Linked DNA regions of Mus musculus: region 1 is linked to region 2. A link is a contact called in public Micro-C data. All regions are on one chromosome and are shown on one strand. The core of a region is the stretch at or near the end of the contact, and the rest is flanking DNA. Distances in the headings are between cores, read along the strand shown.

The links. A called contact is a pair of places that touch in the nucleus more often than the background predicts.
Region 1: a Micro-C map of embryonic stem cells shows a contact between it and region 2, with 4 times the contacts expected there. The contact joins the promoter of Plcl2 here to the promoter of Rftn1 in region 2. A contact is called at or near these places in 1 of 39 promoter capture datasets (pre-B cells) and 8 of 484 Hi-C or Micro-C datasets (B cells, the N1E-115 cell line, embryonic stem cells and 1 more).

The regions. Positions count from the first base shown.
Region 1 is chr17:50,508,218-50,511,044 of GRCm38.p6, forward strand. It overlaps Plcl2 (phospholipase C-like 2), which reads left to right and starts at 1,330. Exons shown (of 6, transcript NM_013880.3): 1 at 1,330-1,720. The coding sequence starts at 1,391.
Region 2 is chr17:50,189,120-50,191,819 of GRCm38.p6, forward strand. It overlaps Rftn1 (raftlin lipid raft linker 1), which reads right to left and starts at 1,378. Exons shown (of 10, transcript NM_181397.2): 1 at 1,102-1,378.

The DNA.
Region 1 (2,827 bases), core at 80-2,579, 320 kb after region 2:
GCCTCTGGTACCACACAGTGCACTCGTCCTGCTCTTCTGCCAATGGCTCTGCCAGGCTACACAGTGGCCCTGCGTTCTTCCTTGGCTCCAGGAATGGAGGTTTAAGGAAAGTATTTGCATATGAGAGCGACATGTTAATCATTGATTTTTGATCCTGTCCCAAACGATGGTCCTGATTTGGATGGTACCCACTAGGGGTTGAACAAGCAAGTCTCTCTAGTGTCAGGTTTAGGAAAGACACAGACTACAATGATAAACCTCCGTGGGACAACCCAGAGGCACCAAATAAACTCTGCGGAGGTCTTCTGTCTCTCAACGCCTGCCAGCCATGCCATCCCTACCCCAGATCCTGGCAACCTGTCGTGCTCATTGAGTTTAGCAGCCCAAGGACACGCAAGAGGATTGGTTTCTGTATGGGAAATGGGTTTGCTCCACTGAGGAAGCCCAGGGGGAGCAGGGTGGGAAGGGAGCGGGTTCCGAATGAAGGGCTGGAGCTGGACGCGAGGTGCAGCGGCCAAGACCACAGCCCCAGGACCCTCAGCTCGCCCGCGGCCTGCGGGTTCGCTGTCCCCCTCGGGATGCCTTCAGGTGACTGACAGCTGGCTGTGGCGTGCGCCTCGCTGAGCCGGCCTAGGAGAGCGACCACAACCGCAACGCCCGTGCCCGGAGCCCGGACGGGTCCCCTCGGCCTGTAGGGGGCAGCGCGAAGCCCGGGAGGCGATGGCCGCGGGTAAGTGGCGGTGGGCCCGGGGGCCATCAGAAGCCGCCCTGGGCCTCGGCTGAGCCCTGAAGGTGTGGGGGGGGGGGGGGAGACTGACGGGCCTGGGCGGAGCCGGGAACCCCGGAGCCCCGCGCGCCGCGCCTCCGCGTGTCGCCAGCGCCGCGGAGTGGGCGCACGTGTCCCTCGCGCCCCGCCGCCGCGAGCTCGTCGGTGAGCGCGGGGCCGGAGGGGACGCGGCGCTCGTCGGTGAGCGCGGGGCCGGAGGGGACGCGGCGCGCGGCGGTGGGCGCTGGCGCGCGCGCGTTATTTTTGGCGCCCGCAGCGGCGCGTGTGCCGGGGCGTGTTTTCCTTCCCCAGGTGCCGGCAGCGGGGGCGCCGCCGCCCAAGCTGACTCCTCTCTCCTCTCTCTCTCCCCGACCCCGGCAGGACCCCAGAGGTAATTCCGCCTGCACGACGTCCTTCGCGCCGGAGGCGAGCTCGCTGCACGCGCCACATCCCAACCAAAAAGAGAAAGAAAAAAAAAAAAAAGAAAAAAAAAGAAAAGAAAAAGCGGAAGAAGCGGCCGAGGCGGCGGCGGCGGCGAGGAGGAGGGGCCGCGCGCAGCGGCCCGAGGCGGCGGCGGCGGGGACGCGGGGACGCGGCTTTGTGCAGGCGGGTCGTGGGGCGCCCATGGCGGAGTGTGGCCGGGGCGCCGCAGGAGGGGCCCTGCCCACCTCCCCGAGCCCGGCCCTAGGCGCCAAGGGCGCCCTGAAAGCCGGAGCCGGGGAAGGCGGAGGTGGTGGCGGGGGAGGTCGCCTCGGCCACGGGCGGGCGCGCTATGACAGCGGCGGGGTTTCCAACGGAGACTGCAGCCTCGGCGTGTCCGGGGACGAAGCCCGGACCAGCCCTGGCAGGGGACCTCTAGGCGTGGCGCTCGCGCGGACCCCTAGCCCAGCTGCCGGTCCGGTCCCCAGGGACAGCAAACCGGGCGGCCTGCCCCGCCGGAGCAGCATCATCAAGGTAAGTAGGAGACCCGCGCGCGTCCTTGGGCTCGCTTTCCCCGCCCCGGAGAAGCTGTGGCGGAAGGAGGCGATGCAAAATGAGCCCACTGCGAAGGGGAAGCCAGGGTGTAGGGGTGTTTGGAGTGCTGGAGCAGGGATTGGAAAGCTGATGGCATTGGGAAAGAATGGAGAGGTGATCTGAGTGTGCAGGAGTGCTGTGCTCTGACATCCCCAGAGCAACTTGGGGCTGTCACCTCTCTCCAGATTGACTTGGAATTAAATGGCCTTGTACCTGCCTGGGTAGGACAGGCTTTTCAGAGGCAGCTTAGCATGGTGGCACACTCCCTGTAAGGTTTCTATTGTATTTTAAAGGACAGGGATCATGTGAAAATATTTTCTCAAAACCCCAGGCAATGAACATATATTATTTAATAGATTTCTTCTAATCTACTGGGTAATTGGTTGCCCCTTGCAAGTGATTGTATTTGGGGAATGTAAATACCTCTCCTTCAGTTACTCGGAGAAAGGGAACATAAACACAGATTTCCTCTTTTTTAGCCTCAAAAGCTCTGAGAGAATACAGTTCCGCACAATTTAATTCTTTCCTAGCTGCTATAAGCAGGCCTCTCCAAATTAGCAAGTTTCTTTGGAATGGTTTTTGCTTGTTTTTGTTTTTGTTTGTTTTGTTTTTCATGGTGCTATTTAGAAAGCCACCAGTTGTTTTGTGAATTTTAAATTTCAAGAGGTGACATTAAGAGTTTATGGTGGCTTCCTTCAAACATTGCAGTGTAGTTGCAACATAAAAATATTTCTTGTGACTCGAAGTGAAAAGAGAAAGTTGATAAGCTACGAAAAGTAGAACCTTGAGCCAGATCAGCCCATTTGGCTTGTTCAAATATGGAGCAAATATGGAATGTTGCTTTTTGAGACATGAAGGAGTTTTTAGGACAGGCCAGTGAGTACTGTCTGGTGCTAACTCATCCTGTTTGTGGCTGACAACCCTTAGGAGACAGGTCAGAATGTGCCAACAGCACAGAGTTGACACTGGTGGTATTTGAAATTCAGAAATGCTCAAGTACTGTGAAGGTGCCTCTGGGTTATCATCATCTGCAGCCATCTAGTGTAA
Region 2 (2,700 bases), core at 128-2,627:
CAGCCACGGGTATGCTGGGTTCAATGGCCCTACCCATGGGTTTGTAGGCCACTCACATTACACCCTGGGCTTCCTTCCTGGAAAAGGCTTATCCTGAGATGACACTCCATAGTAGCCGTTGGGAGACACCTGTTCTGACCTTAACACCACCACCCACTCCCACCCCACCTCCCTGCGCCCCTTCTGAAAACAGCTGTATGAACAGAGGGTCTGTTGCTGGGCAGTTAGGCAGCCACTCATATACAAAGATCTGTGCCAGATTCTTTTTAAAAAATAGTTTTTGTTTGTAAGCCCCTAAACAAACTCACTCACACCACCCACCGCCCACAGGGGGCAGCTGAGAGCCAGCAGCCAACAGGCATCAGGGAGCACGCGCGGGGCTAACCCTGCCCTCTGCGCGATTCTGGCCTCCAAAGACAGTGATGCCAGTAGACCTGGCGCACTCGCCTGACAGTCAGGCTTCTTTAAATACACACTCCCTCCTCCTCGCCCAGACCCCATGCCCATCCTGGTGTGCCCCATGCCTAGAAAAGTGTGTTACAACAAGGCAAGAAAAAAAATCCCCTTTTCAGAGGAGAAAAGCCCCATTTCTGGTGCCTGGGATTTAGCTCTCAGTATTTCCACCGAGTACCCTCCTGCCTGCTCTCAAGAGTCGCACACCTCTTCCCTGGGTCGAGCCCAGGTCTCCGGGTGCACGTGGGCGGTGGCAACTCCCATCTGCTCCGGGCCCAGTACCCACTAAGGCCCCGGGTCCTGACCCACCTGTAGCCTCCAAGCTCCCCTCCGCGTCCTTCTAGCAGACCTCCGCCTGCGAAGCCCAGGACCCCCAGCAGGCGACCTCTCACCCCAACGCTCTCTCGCTTGTTTGTTTTGCTTTTTTTCCCCCTCTTCATCGGGGGAAAAAAAGTTGGCCCAGAATCTGGCGTCCCATCGATCTGTCCCCATCCCCACGCGACCTGCACCAGGGGGCTCGCCTAACAGCTCCGGAGCCCCCGAGGTGCCACGAGGAGCTGTCGCCTGCTCACCCGGATCCCGGGCCAGCAGAGCCAGCGACCCAGGCCTCTGCGCGCCACCTCGCCGGCCCGCCGCACGCCCACCTACCTTAGGGGACCAGCAGCGGTGACCGTGGCGCGGGCGGAGACAGCGTGCTGTGTCCCGGGATGAAAGTTTGTGCCATGCAGAGCAGGGCGGCGCGCGGACGACGCGACCCCGGGGGTGGGGGCAGAGCGCGGGGCGCGGCCGCTCGCTTGTCGTCTGTCCCTCCGGCGCTGGCCGCACAGGTACCTCTCCAGAGCCAGTGGCCGCCGCGCTCCCGCTCGCTGCGCTCTGCGCCCTGCGCGCTCTGATTCCAGCCCCGCCGCCCCCACTCCACCCCGCGCCGCCGCCGCCGCCTCCGCCGCGCGTCCGCCCGCTACACTTCCTCTTCCTCTGAACTCATGTGCAAAATATGCTGTGCTGCATCTTCTTGGGGGAAGCCGAGCGGCCCCTGGCAGCCCCGCACGAGAGACCCGTCCGCCCCGTGCGTCGCCAGCGCCGCGCAACCGGGCTCTCCCTCCCCCTCCCCCTAACCCCACCTCTCTTTCCCAGGCTTGGGTTTTGGGACCTGCTTAGGAGAGCACCAAGGTGGCAGCCAAAATACTGGGAAGGCGACGGCCATCAACGTGCTGATTGATGGCTAGGGCGGGGAGGAGAGCTAGAAAGAGATCCATTCTGGACCCATTCCACAGGTGGGAACGTCCCCAGGCAGCTTCTGCTCCCAGGTTTATCTCTCCGAAAGTAGTGCTTGGGAAGAGAAATAGTACCACTGGCCTCAGCCTCTTTCCCGACTTTATCCAGGTATCCAAAGGTTTGAGATCCTGATGCAATTGGGTCATCTTAGCCTAGCAAAATGGATTCCCCAATGAGAATCCATAAGGCTGTTCCCTAAAACAGGGCTGCTTTACCATAGTGAAAGTGTGAAATCCTGTCTCCTTGAGGCCAGTAAAACAAAACAGAATTACCGTGCAGGGCTTGAGAGCAGGAACCCTAGAGACAAATGGTCAGGATGGATTGCTGCCTTCTGTCCTTACTTCCCAGTGACTGGGGGTGACTTTGGGCCTGTTCATCGGCCAACCAGCACTTCCTTGTGTCTTATTAAATGGAAAATGCTTGGAAGCGTTCTATAATTCTGCGATTATCGTTATTATCATCATTACCATAAGGGGCTGAGATTTAATTGATTACCCTGTTCTGGTTGGGCAAAGAAGGGTCCTTAGGCATTGGAGCTACACGCGGCAGAGGGCTGGCTGATCTAGACCCTGTGTTTTAATGAGGTCCTTCTGGTACTAGAAACATGCGCGAGGGGGGAGGCAGCACTGCCTGTTTACAGGAACTCCTCTTGTGAGAGCTACTCAGGGATTTTCTTCCCTGTGGCCCTCTCCTACTCCCCCCATCACTCTGCCCCTGAATTGTCTTTTTACTCCTCTGCCTATTTACCCACCCCATCCCGGCATTCCGCCCACTTTTCTCCACATTTCCCTATCCCTAGTTCATGTCTGGAAATAATAAGCCAGGACAGGGGTCCAGGGCACCCCAGTGTTGAACATTTATTTATGAAGTCAAAGGGAGGGAGGGTGCCTTTCCGCTAAAGATCCTGCTGAGACCTGGAAATCAGGACTCTTACACCAGTGTTCAGGACCGTTGATGGTCACTACAGAGAGA